2 separate regions of the Sus scrofa genome follow, and region 2 is linked to region 1. A link is a contact called in public Hi-C data. All regions are on one chromosome and are shown on one strand. The core of a region is the stretch at or near the end of the contact, and the rest is flanking DNA. Distances in the headings are between cores, read along the strand shown.

The links. A called contact is a pair of places that touch in the nucleus more often than the background predicts.
Region 2: a contact with region 1 is called in a Hi-C map of embryonic fibroblasts, with 4 times the contacts expected there. The contact joins the enhancer-like site here to the promoter of PCNX1 in region 1. A contact is called at or near these places in 11 of 47 Hi-C or Micro-C datasets (blood, embryonic fibroblasts, fetal heart ventricle and 5 more) and 2 of 2 datasets of contacts at active chromatin or transcription factors (alveolar macrophages and skeletal muscle).

What each region holds. Positions count from the first base shown.
Region 1 is chr7:94,440,321-94,447,452 of Sscrofa11.1, forward strand. PCNX1 (pecanex-like protein 1) reads left to right here and starts at 4,681. Exons shown (of 34, transcript XM_021099425.1): 1 at 4,681-5,216. The coding sequence starts at 5,064.
Region 2 is chr7:94,519,935-94,526,352 of Sscrofa11.1, forward strand. All of the region lies in intron 6 of PCNX1 (pecanex-like protein 1), which reads left to right. Among named protein-coding and RNA genes, the nearest start is that of PCNX1, 78 kb to the left of the region's middle. Within about 2 kb of position 1,592, at least 7 of the 83 cell types and tissues checked have an H3K27ac peak or open chromatin away from gene starts, as enhancers often do. A contact at or near this core is called in embryonic fibroblasts, where this site is marked.

The DNA.
Region 1 (7,132 bases), core at 3,431-5,930:
AAGACTTAGGAAGTTCCCCACCCTGCCTTGGCTGCTCTTTGACTTTCATTTTCCTAATATGCCCTAAAGTACAGCATATGGCTAAAAAGAGAGTCCGGGAGGAATCAAGGCACTTACCTTCTCTTCCAATTATCTTCACCTTTATTGCATATTTCTTCTAAGCTGGTGAAATGCCTTTGACTGTTGAAGAGTTACCAACTGAAAGCTAAAATAGATTTAAATCTTTAATTGAAAAGTCATTGCTTTCTGTGTTACTTTACTTCTTCAGCTTATACCAACTATCAATTGATCTTAACAGCTTGCTACCCAGGCATTGCGTGACAGGCTGAGAAGTGCATTGCCCTCAAAGAAGGTACAGTTTAATTGGAGGGATATAAAGTAGTACACATTTAAGTGCTAAGTGAATGGAACATATGAGTACTCTAGGCTATTCAAAAAATAGATGAATGTGAGTTCCCTAGTGACTCAGTGGGTTAAGGATCTGGCATTGTCACTGCTGCAGCTCAGGTCACTGCTGTGGCACAGCTTTGATTCCTGGCCTGGGAACTTTCACATGCTGTAGGTGCAGCCAAAAATATATATGAATGGGTTTGAAATAGTCATAATGAATTTTAGTAGAGAGATGAAAGAATAAGATTTTCTAGGTAAGGCAAATGGCATCAGTAAGAGTATTGAGGCAGAAACTGATCAATCAATGGACTGATAAATAAAAATAAGTGCATAGGAGTTCCCGTCGTGGCGCAGTGGTTAACGAATCCGACTAGGAACCATGAGGTTGCGGGTTCGGTCCCTGCCCTTGCTCAGTGGGTTAACGATCCGGCGTTGCCGTGAGCTGTGGTGTAGGTTGCAGACGCGGCTTGGATCCCGAGTTGCTGTGGCTCTGGCGTAGGCTGGTGGCTACAGCTCCGATTTGACCCCTAGCCTGGGAACCTCCATATGCCGTGGGAGCGGCCCAAGAAATAGCAACAACAACAACAACAACAACAACAACAACAACAAAAAATAAGTGCATAGGCATGCTGATAGTCACATTAAAAGATTTCATGTGGGGAGTAACAGGAGCTAAGTTAGAGAAAAGAGTGATTCAGGTTATGAGGGACCTTGAATGCCTGCCAAAGAGTATGCCTTCAGTACCGTGGGCACCAGAAGGGAACTGAAAGCTTCTGAGAAGAGGAGGGATATGGGAAGGTGGATTAGGGAGATCTGTCTGTTGGTGGGATGCAAAATGGTTTTGAAGAGAGATTGGAGGCAATAGAAGGCTGGGGAATCTGATTTAGGAGAGTAATCATCGGATGGATTGATCTGGAGATGTAAAGGAGGGATTGAGCAGAAAAAGGAGAGGACTGACTTGTCTGTAGGAAACTACACAGGGGGGAAGGTATATGACACTCTGAGCCTGAGTCAATGGGAAAACGTTGATTTCATGGACACAAATAAATAAGACGGCTGGGCTGGGGGGGCACGTCTGTGGCGGAAAGCTGTGGAGACCTGCTACATTTAGGTTGTGCCAGGACATTTGGCTAGGATGTCCTAAGTAGATCACCACTGCCACGTAAATTGACCAGAAGTGCAGTCTGTCCGCCTCTGCTCCAAGGTGGGCTCAGCTGGGGGTTATTAGAAGGTTTCGCCCACTCATCTTTATCCCTTTCAGGCAGGAGAGAGCATCTGCTGTCAGAGCATTCCTAGTCCTCAGGGGGCCTATGGTCAGGAAGTATCGTTTAGATAGAATGAGCTGAAAGATGAACATAGGTCAGGTGGTGGTTTGGTAGTATGTCAATGTTGCTAACTTTGACATTCTAAGTGTCACATTATTAATGGCTTTTATGAATGGCTAAGAGGGTTAACACTTAGGCAAATTAGATTCTTTAGTTTTTGTCCTGCTCTTACATTTTTATGAGTATGAGAGAGTATGTTACCTCTCTGTGTCTTGGCTTCCTGTTTATAAAATAGGAAGCTTGTTGTGACAACACTCATAAACATTTGAAAGCTACAGATAAAAAGCACTGGAGGATTTTCTCCCCTCCCACTTTCACCCCAAAGACTGAGTCAGTCTCTGGGAAAGGTCATCCATTTCACTGAATTCTTTCAATGGCTAACTCCCTAAGTCAGTTAATTAGCTTTTTTTTTTTTTTCTAAAATGCTTTTACCAGTCCAGAGCTGAAAGACGTAGTCTATACGCCTGAGATTACTCATCCGGCTGACCCCTTTTCACTCAGTGACTGGTGCCATGTGACTCCCACTTCTAGACTCTTAGATCAATCCCAGTCACACTGAGAGGGGAATTAGAGTTCCATATTAACATTCTGAGACCTCAACATAAGGCAACCCCGACCGGTGTGAAATGCAGTCTCAGTTATAGGTGTTCGGCTCCTCCGTTGTTTCTAAGGCTCCTTTTGTCTGCCAGATCTGGTCTTTGGACACTTGTCTTCCCCTGAGCCCAAGTCCTTGTCCTCCAAACTTGCCCAGTGCATCTTCTCAAGGACCTGAATTCTATTTATTTTCATCAGTTCCCCAAAGGGAGCAGAATGCAGACCTGGAAGACAGCACTGAGGCTGGGGCCTGGCATTTTCTTAATGCTTGCCAAGATTTCCAATTTTTCTCTGCTCCTGGATTTTCCAAGGCTATGTTTCAGCTGCCCATTGGCTTACCACACTCACATTCTCTGTGTTGAACCAGCCTGATCCTGGCTGCCTTCCTGGCTGCTGCCGGTTACATACCCTCCAAATACTCCCTTCTGGCTGCACACTCATCATGCCAGCTGGGTCTGCCTCCAGTTCCATGGCTGTGTCTGGTTCTGGTCTCCATTTCTTCCAGTCCACCTCACCCCTATTACAGTTAATCCTTTTACATTAAACTATAGCAGATATTTGCTGGTGTGGAAACCAATGTGGTACTGGAATTTTATCCATGTTTACATCTTCCTTTGTGTTGGAAAAGCTTGGGATCACTTCCAAAACCTGCTCAGAGAATTTACCTGTCTCCTTTAGGAGAAACAAATGAACACCCGACAATACCTTGTGTCTGTGACCAAGACTCAAGGCCAAACTTTTAATTGTAAAATTGCATGTTTAACCTCAATTTTGCTCTTAGACATACTAATATACTTTAAAGTATATTTTGGCCAGTGTCGCTCAATTTCAAGCTATGTTATTGGAATTCAGTGACTATGTGCCTATAAGGAATTGAACAAATCAAGGCGGGGGGTGGTGGTGTTCTACATGGTAGTTTCAACTTTTAAGGTAGATTAGAATCTTCTGGAGGGTTTGTTAAAACAGATTGCTAGATCTCACACCCGGAGTTTCTCCGGAGTGATGCCTGAGAATTTGCATTTCTAACAAGTTCTTAGTGATGTTGACACAGCTGGTCTTGGGCTTACACTTTGAGAACTGGTCATTCGTTTAAGCTGGCCACAGGTGACCAGAAGCTGAGCAGTTATCCACCAGTTCAAACTCTTATCTGAACAGATAAGATGTAAAGTGCTGCGAAATAAACTGCCAAAATTCAGTTCATGCATTTAAGACGACTGCTGGTTGCAGAAGTCTTCTCAACCACTTATTACTTGAGAGAACTTGGGCAATCATTTAGTTTCTTTGAACTCTGGTTTCCTAATTCATAAAATAAGGATAGCCTCTAGGCTGTTCTTAACAGGAGTATTGTGAAGGTCAAATGAAATGGATGTGGAAATTCCTGAACTGTGAAGTGACTCTGGGAGGTATTGCAATAGGTTTTCAATACTCTTCTGAAAACTTCACCCCCGGTTTCTTTTGGCTCTCTTTTCTTGTTAATTATAGCAACTTTAATCCAAGAATACAGAGTACTTTTATTGCTATCATAAACTCAAACTGCAAACTCTTTTTAAAAAAATTTCATTCAATGAGATCAGACGTGCCTTATAAACATTACACAGAGCCAAGAATGATTCCCAGTCTTTACAGCTATAAAAAGTGCAAGATCTTATTGTGAATTGGGGTGGAGCCACAGTTAATCTTTCAACCCTGTTTAGATTGGCCCATTAATAAAAATGGCTGCAAGTTACAGCACGTTAAAAAAATAAAATCACCATGTACAATGATCAAGCTGTCCAGCCCATACTTTTACATCTCTTACAACTTCTATTAATTTAATCTGTCTTTGCACGTAGTAAATCTGTCCAATCCTGGCCGTGGTTATTTTTCTGTCAAGAGCCTCCAGCTCATTCCACGGGCCAACACAGTTCTTGCTCAAATTGGGTGCATTTGTGATTCTTTTCAATCGTCATCAGCTGTACCTAATTCTTTCACGTCTTCAGTGAGTATCTTGGATATTAGCCTCGTTGTTCCCAGGTCTTTAATAAATATAAAACGTCAGCCAGGATGCTGACAAGGTTCCAAAGTTAAGGCTTTGGAGAGTGGAAGACCCGGTTTCTGGACTGCTCACGGAACTTGCCAGGGTCGCGAGGCGGGAACACAGAGGGGTCTCCCACAGCCCGGACTCTCCGTCCCCGGAACCTCGGCAGCCCCGCCCCCAGGCCTGGGCTCGCGAGCGTTTCTCCCGGGCGCCGGCAGGAGGCGCCCGCGGCGGCGCAGGGGCTGCGCGCACCCGTGGGGAGCCGGCCCAGGGGGCGGAGGGAGAGGAGAGGAGGAGCCGGAGGGGGCGCGGCTTGCTCCCGGTCGCTCCCGGGCGCCGGGCCTCCTTCTCCGCCTGGCCCAGGGCTGGCGGCCGGCGGGGGTCGCGGCGGCGGCGGCGGTGGCGGCAGCGGCGCTGGCGGGCCGCGGGCGGCGGGGGCCCGGCTCCGGGTGTTAGGAGACAAGATGGCGGCTGCGCTCTGGAGGCCGGTCTCCTCTTCTCCGCTCTCCTCCGCCCCGCCGCTCGCCGCCTCCTCCTCGGTCTCCTCCTCCTCGTTCGCTGCCTCCTCCTCCTCCTCTTGCAGCAGCCCTAGCGACCGCCGAAGCGCCGGCCCGCTCTCCCGGAGCTCCGGAGGCGGATAGACGGGGCAGCTGCGGGCTCTGGTGACCGAGGCAGAGCTGGGGCCGGGGCGGGGACCGCGGCGGCGGCGGCGGCGGCGGAGGCGGCGCCGGGTGGGGATGGGGTCGCAGACGCTGCAGATCCTCCGGCAGGGGGTGTGGGCCGCTCTCAGCGGGGGATGGTACTACGACCCGCACCAGGCCACGTTCGTGAACGCGCTGCACCTCTACCTGTGGCTCTTTCTGCTCGGCCTACCCTTCACCCTCTACATGGTGAGTTGTGGGGGCGGGGAGGAGGGTGGCTCCTAACCCCCTTCTGGCTGGCCGGGTTCCCCGAGTCCAGCGGGCGGTCGCGCCTCCCTGGCTCCGGGCGGGGAGTGCGCCCTCTTCGCCTTCCCCGTACTGTCCCGATCCCCCGCGGGCCCACCGCCCCCTTGGCTCTAGTGCTCCCCTCCCCCACGCGTACTCCCCGCTCTTCTCTCCCTGGAGGGCTTCCCTTATTTCAGGGATGACGGGAGAAGCGGATCAGCAGCAGCCCCCGCCTCCCTCCGCGCCCCACCCTGGGGTGGGGGTGCCCAGCCCGTTTACGGGGAAAGAGTTGCTTCCTAGGCCCCTCCTTCGAGGTTCCTGATCCTGCCCCCCCCCTTTCTACCCGGGTGGGTAAAGCCTGACGGGGGCTCCCTGCCTCCGCATTTGGGGTGGGCGCCGAGCATTGTGCTCCCAAGGGGCCGCCGCCTCCATCCCTGGCACGCGTGCTTATTTGCGCTCCGTTCCTCGGGCGCCGGGCACCCCTTGGGCACTCCCTTCCCCCGAGGCGGTTCTCGCTCCGCCTCTCCGGGGAGTACTCTCCTTCCACCTCGCCTCTAATCCGCGTGCGGAGCCTTTGGAGCGGGGGAAGAGCGTGTGCCGCTCGGTTTGGAATGTATTTGTGGGGCATCCGGGCCCTTAACTCGCTTAGACGTGGTGGTTGAAAATCTGGCTCTCACTCTTCCTGCCTCTCAAAATCCTATTTTTGCTTACCACTGGTTCAGTTCTGTTCAGCGCCTTGGTCGGTGACTGTTATTTCCAGGCCAGCTTTGGGGGGAGGGAGCGGGGGAGATACGGGGAAATTTGGCTGGCATTTCAGCAGATTTGTTTGGGTTGGTTCAAGGCCTTTTACTGATAGGAAAGAGAAAGTACTGCCTGTTGCTGAATTCGGTACGATCAGCTTCTTCAGCTTCCCCGAATGATCTAGCTTTTTAACCTGTATTTTCACTGAAAGTTGTAAGCGCATTTTCTTTTTTTAAAACACATTAGGTTAGGGTGGGGCATTAGGGAGACTAATATGGAAGAGAGGTGATACTTAAGCTTCAGTTAAAACTTTAAAAGTGACCGGAAGGGAGGTAAGGTTTGTAACTTTATTTTAGGAGGCCTTTGAGTGTATTTCTGTTGACTTTATGCTTCTTCGTGGAGCTGTAGTAAGGATGCTGGATGAGAAGGTCTGGGAATATGACTACATCAGTGTTAAAGGTGAGGATACCCAGTTCTTTCCGAAGTGAAGCCCATTTTCGCTAATTGGCAGAACAACTGGAGGAAGATGTGCTAAATTTCACCTTTTTCATTGAAATTGTTTGGGAGGGACATGCTGCTTGAGGTAAAAAAGTCATGTAAGAAATTGCTGATGACTGATGGATTATTTTTTTTAGGGGACTTGTTCAGTCTTGTCCCTGTCTGAAAATTTATCACGAAGTGTTTTAGTTTTCAATTAATTCTGGCCTAGGGAGTTAGTACTATTTGCACTTCTTTATCTTCCAGGAATATGACATCATTAACGAACAGGTTAATTACTTTGGGTGTAAGAATCCTCAGGCTGTCACAGAGTTTATCATAGCTGATTTCTTTTATATCCAGGAGAATTGTAGATTTAAAACTGAAGCTGGTTCTTGAGATATCAGGATTAGTTGCTATATTCTGGTGTAAAGTTTCCATGTTGAGACCGGTGTTAGTGGCTAAGACTCTTGGTGTAACTAACAAACATTACTAAAGGAAACTTAGAGCAAATGTAGATCCATACATTGAGTTTACTCCTTCATTTTGGGAGTTTATTCAATTTAATTTAATTCACAAATATTTGAGTGTCTGCTATGTGCTGGGCAGTTTGCTGGGTTCTAGGAAAATATAAATTGCTTCTCTAACCTTCTTGTTTAAGT
Region 2 (6,418 bases), core at 342-2,841, 77 kb after region 1:
TAAGATAATGATGCCTTTTAATCATTTCTAAGCAAGTTCTCTTTTTCAAATGTTTCTTCAAATATATACCATTTCCTAATGACCCCTTATTAAGTGCCTCTCCTGAAAATATATTCAAAATGGTTTCTGAATGCAGTTTTCCTGGAGAGAGGGTCTATCAGACCATTCACAAAGGATTAAAATGATTAGGGACCCTCTATGAAAGTAAGTCATCCTCACACTGTATCTTTTAGAACTGTTCCTTGTGCTAATGACTCCAGAGTATCTTTAACTTCTTCTGCCCAGCTGTATTTGTTTGGCTGCCTGGGATTATGGAAAGTATCGTAAGAATATGCAAATTCTCTAACTTGAGATACAGCTAATAATTTTGTTGGTTTATATATCAAAAAATAGAGTAGTCCCTTAAAGTGTTTTCATAGATGGGAATTATTTTAATTCAGAACGAGTGCTTAGAAATTGTGCAGTAGATTTCTTGTTCTTTGGCCTCCTGGAAAATGCTGTTTATAAGCATTTGTTTGTATATTAGAACAAAATCTTTTCATGCTGATGTTAGCAGCATTGTTCTTGACTGACGTGGAAAGTAAGAAAGAGAAAAGATGTTTAGGTTAAAATGGATTTTATGCCTAAGACAAATATTCCCTTTAAAATTTTTTTTTTGCAAAATCATTTGAACATTTAGTTCTTCGTTAGTAACTTTATTCTTTTTTTTCACTGTACCATGTCATATGAAAGTTTCTGGGCAGGGATTGACCCCAGGCCACAGTAGTGACCGGAGCCACTTCAGTGACAATACCATATCCCTTTTTTTTTTTTTTTTTTGTCTTTTTCTCTTTTTGTCTTTGCTAGGGCTGCACCCATGGCATAAGGAGGTTCCCAGGCTAGGGGTCTAGTCAGAGCTGTAGCCGCCGGCCTACACCACAGCTACAGCAAAACAATACCATATCCTTAACCTAGTGCACCACAGGGAAACTCCTAGTAACTTTATTCTTTTTGCTTTTTAGGGCTGCACCTGAGGCGCGTAGAGATTCCCAGGCCAGGGGTCTAATTGGAGCTACAGCTGCCAGCCTACACCACAGCCACAGCAACAGCAATGCCAGATCTGAGCCGAGTCTGCAATCTGTACCACTGAGCAGATCCTTAACCCACTGAGCTAGTCCAGGGATTGAGCCTGCAACCTCATGGTTCCTGGTCGGATTCATTTCTGCTGAGCCATGACAGGAACTCCTAGTAACTTTATTCCTAAGTAATTTTTACCTTGAAGAATATTTCAGAATGTTTGCATGTATCTTTTAATTTTCTGATATTATATATGTTTCATACTTTGTTCTTTTTCTGTAAAGTGTTTGCTTCAGCAGCTTGCTTCTGATCTATTTGTGGTACTAACACACACATTTTAATTTTCATGATCTTCACAGATTTACTCCTTTTTTCCTACAATAGACATGGCCCCCTGAGCAGTTTCTTCTAAGTTTTTATTATTCATTTAATAGCAATTGAAATGTCACAGGAGGCCAGCCATAGCGCTGTATAACAACTAGAAAGTAACATATTACTTATGAATCCTTTCACTAAGCAGTCAGCTGTATGAGTCACATCATTTTCCTTTCACATTTCCATGATATTTAATGCGTAACAGCATAGTTACAGCATGTTAGTCATCATGGCAGTCAGCCTACAAAAAATATTAAACCCAAAGGCAAGCTGAATATTTCTGTTCAGTCCTCCCATAATCTATATTATAAAGGCTTCAATATTTATAATAAATATGTTAATATCATTTGCATTAATTGGAAGGAGGATGGTGCTGATGTGTTAATTAAGCATCAAATACTTAGCAATATACCAAACAAACCATTAAGCTATTTGAGTGAAAAAGAATAGTAAGATTAGTCCCCCATTTCAGAGACCTAACAATTATATCCTTTTTTGTTGTTATTTTTAATCAATTATCAGGTTTCATTGACAAAATATATACAATTCATTGTGCTACTTTTGCAGAGAGTCACATAAATATGTCACATCTAATAACATACACAATGAAATAGAAACTTAGGACTCTGATCAATGTATCTGGAAACAGAAAGCCTTAAGAAAGAGTTGAGTGTCCGTAGAGCATAACTGGACACTCTGGCATCTGACAGTGAAACTTAAAATCCCAAATTCTCTCATTTACTAAGAATGGACACGTTTTAACCTCTCTATTCCTTGACTTCTTTTTCACCCATAAAATGAGGGACATAGCATTGGAATGGAATGTCACTATGCCATTATATTCGAGTATGACTATCTTTCTAGAAAATTAAAGGTAATTAATTACAATGTTTAGAAATGATGATTATATCTTCCCCTCACCCCCCCTTTTCTTCCCTTTTTCGGCCACCTTGTGGCATATGGAGTTCCCGAGCCAGGGGTTGAAACTGAGCCAAGCTGAGACCTTTGGCACAGCCGTGGTAATGCCATATCCTTCAACTCACTGTGCTTGGTCCGAGATCAACTGCATCCTGGTGCTGCAGAGATGCCACCAGTCCCCTAGTGCCACAGCAGGAGCTCCATGCTTCACATCATTTTTAAATAGCGTCTTTTTCTATACCGTATTTTTGCTCATAACTTTACATTTTTGAGATATAAACAACCCTCACCTCCTACCTCACCAAATTGTACTCCTTTGTGTATCGCTGTCATCCTGAAAGTGTGTTAGTGCCTTTAGTGCTTTCCTTGTTTTCATTCATGGAGTAAAACAAACTGGTAGTCTTGTTGTTTTAATACCCCCATATTAAAAAATAATGCATTAAAATAATTCAGTGTAGAATGCGTGGAGTTTTGCTTAACTTGTTGAGACAAAATGGGATTTAACTCCTTAGGTGGGAGGTGTGTATATTTTGGTGTATATTTTGTTTTCTTGTGATCTTTGGGAATAGATGAGACCCTCTTAGAGATGTCTCAGAGATCCTGAGACATCTCTAAAATGTCTTAGGGTATCTGTGCCTTCTACATGAATTATCCTTAGGCACTCAGTAAATGTTTGAATTGAATGATTGTATCACTAATCTAGAAGTAAAGAGCTAAATTATCTGAAGTTCTCTCTCAGACTTACTGTAATCAAAATTGTCTCTTGAAGCCTTTTAACACAGAAAAATTAGAAAACCAAGACTCATAATTTTTAAAAATATTTAAAAATTCACTTATCTAAATATATGTCCTTGGAAAGTATTTTATTTCTACCTTGTAATTCATGGTTTTTGAGTCATTGGAATGTTTGTGACTTTTCTTCTCCTTTACCTACACATGCATAAAATTTAGTTGTACCTGTAGTGCTAAATTTTTACTGTTTGCATTTTATACTCTTATTTTTACACTAGTTAATTCCATTTTTTTTTGCCAAAGGATACTGAGTTTTAAGTAATGTCAGAATGTCAACTTCAAAACCAGGTTTAAATTATTTTTCTCTCTCCTTTCTGGTTATCTAGCTAAAAAGATTGTTGTTGTTGTCGTAGTTGTTTTTCTCTTAAAAAGTTAAAGGATACAAAAAGTTTTTTGCAATTGGATTGTAGAAGTGAAGTTTGATCATGTAAGGCTATAATTTATGTGACTGAATATGCTTGTAGCAAATTATTTTAAGCTGTAGACTTTTTTTTGGGGGGGGGGGACTTGGCTCCAATAGAACTGGACCCCCACTGGAATCTGCTCTAAATGGAGATGTTCTGTATAAGTAGCACATTCCTGGTGGGGAAGGGAGGCATTTAGTTATGCCTGCTCTGACCATAAATGATAGCATAGCATTTTCATTTGAATGGCTGATCCTATCTACTGTTAAAGTCATGCTCTATAGTAAACATTAAATATTCTTTATCATTCAATATTTATGTCCTGAATATTACAGAGGACATCATAGGCAGTAATCATAACTATTTTAATATGTTGTATAGTAGATGTCTAAATTTTTATCCTGCAAATGTTTCTAAAGCTGTTTTATTAAGAAAAATGGTGTTAATAGCTCTTTTGCAGATAACAAAATATAAATGGTATATTAATAGCAAAGAAATGTGTTTTCTGAAGAAGCCAAGAGAACCTTTTGACTATAAATGGACGTTATAGTTTGTCTTTTTGACCTAATGCTATGGAATTAACTAGCTTTTATTTAAAATTAAGCAACCCCATTAAGTCTTTAGTAGAACGAAAATAGCAAAGAAAACGTTTTCGTATTTCCCTTTTCCCATTCTCAGTTTTCAGTGATCATATATTGCTCTTTTCCACATCCGTCTGAATAATTTTACTACCGTTTATGAATTAAGTTATTCTCTATAAGATGTGTCTGGGTAAATTTTACTCTTTTATTTTGGTTGAAATAAAATATCTGAAACTAGACAGTGTTTGAAAGTTTCTAAAAAGCAGTGAATTGATCTGTAAATTGAGCAGTAGTTTATTATAACAATAAAATAGAAATCTTCAATATGATTTCAAAAAATAAGCCTTGGATTGAGGTTTAAAAGAGTAATTTAAAATTCTGTAACCCAAACTAACCTTACTGATGTCTAAGAACCGTTAAGAAGTACATGAGTCACTGTCTAATCTTTCACTTCTCCTTTCAGGTGGTTTGTTTGCTTTGCTTTGTTTTATCCTTCATCCAGTGACCGCCCTGTCAATATGATATGTTCTTCTTAGTGGCAATGCTGGAGACTATTTCCTTTACTGAGGTTTTAGTTGTCAGGAATAGGCAAAGCGCATAATAGGCATTGTGGATTGTGGTGATAAAAAAGCATCCTTGACCTTCTAGATCAGTGCTGTCCCATACAGCTTTCTGTGGCGATGGAAATGTTCTTTATGTGTGCTGTTCACAGCGGTAGTCTCTAGCCACAGGCTGTTGAGCACTTGAGGTACGGTTCATGGATCTGGTAAACTCAACTTTTCATTTTCTTTAATTTTAATTAAGTTTAAACAGCCACACATGGCTAGTGGCTACCATGTTGGACAGCATTCTAAATAACCAGATTTAAACAGTATTGTTTTTGTAGGTCATATATAATTTTTGCATACTGAAGGAAGCTTTTACATCACAACTAACAGCCTTTTCACATTTAAAGGAATTTTCATCATATCGCAATAAAACTGGAGAAAGAAAAGAAATGTTAGCTCCAGGAGTCAAGTTTGATTTGAATTCAAAGCCCCAAAGCCTAATTCTGCTTTAGTTGTCTAGCTTTAGAATGTTACTTGAGTGCATGAGCTGAGCAAGAAAGAAGTAATGTAAATTGTTTTCCTGTGTTTTGTGACGTAATGCTTCTTACTGGCAGAAGCTTGCCAAGGGGATGAAATAATTCTGTGCATATCATTCCTTTAATAAAAGAAAACAGTGTTTAAAGACAGCAAAGGCCATGCCTTCTGGGGGTAATCCATATATTCCTAATTATAATGGATTAATTACACAAAGAGTGTTAACTGGGGCAGCCCAGGGAGAGGATAAAGATGTAAACATTTAAAAGAATGCTAAAATCAACATTTAAATGGATGGAAATGGCTGTTGCTAAGCAGAATAATGATGAGAATTACTAATGCTTTTAAAATGTCAAAAAGGCTTGTGATAGAACTGAAATCCAAATACACCATTCTTGATTTTATAATCCATTTCATAGTTGCTAAAGAAAAAAAAAAAGCTGTTTTCATTTGTTTGGAAAAAAATGTTTTCTGCACTAAGTTATTTTGTCTTTATTCATATTTAGCATCAAAGGACACTTTCTCACACTCAAAATGATTCTTAAAATAGATCACTATAGGAAGCAGTAATTGTTTTAGATTCAAATAGATAAATATTTTGCACTTTGTTTTAGAAACTCAAATCAGTCAATTAGTATGGTTTCGTAACATTTTACATAATACTGTTAAGACGTTGTGTTTTTCTCAGTCATATATTTGGTTTTTGAGGTTTGTACTTTGCTGATTTTAGATTAAGCTGTGGGTTTCTAAACTTGCCCTTTTTTTGCTGATTCTTGCTTCCTAGTGTTGAGAGGACTGGTGCAGGGGTGTAGAGTTGAATAAAGTTTGATGGCAGCAAACTGCTCTACAGTTAACATATACTCCTGGTATCTTGAATTGAAAATTTAAAAGAATTCTAGTTGTGCAGCCTAGCAGTCATTGGTGTCACCTAATGCTGCCACAATGTGGCACAGGGTAGTGTGAGAAATACTGCCTTACTCCCTTCAGCACAAGTACCATCGCTGCTGTTTTTACTGTCTTTCTAAAGGAGGAAACTAACACCCTTTTGCTGTTAATCGGAACTGACGAATTAACATACAGTACTTCTAAAACTGACTTAAAGGGCTATTGGAGGAATATGGGACCAAATAACTGAGGCTTTTAAAAAAAGATTTAAAACCGTGGAGATCTGGAGTTCCCATCATGGCTCAGCTGAAATAAATCTTATTAG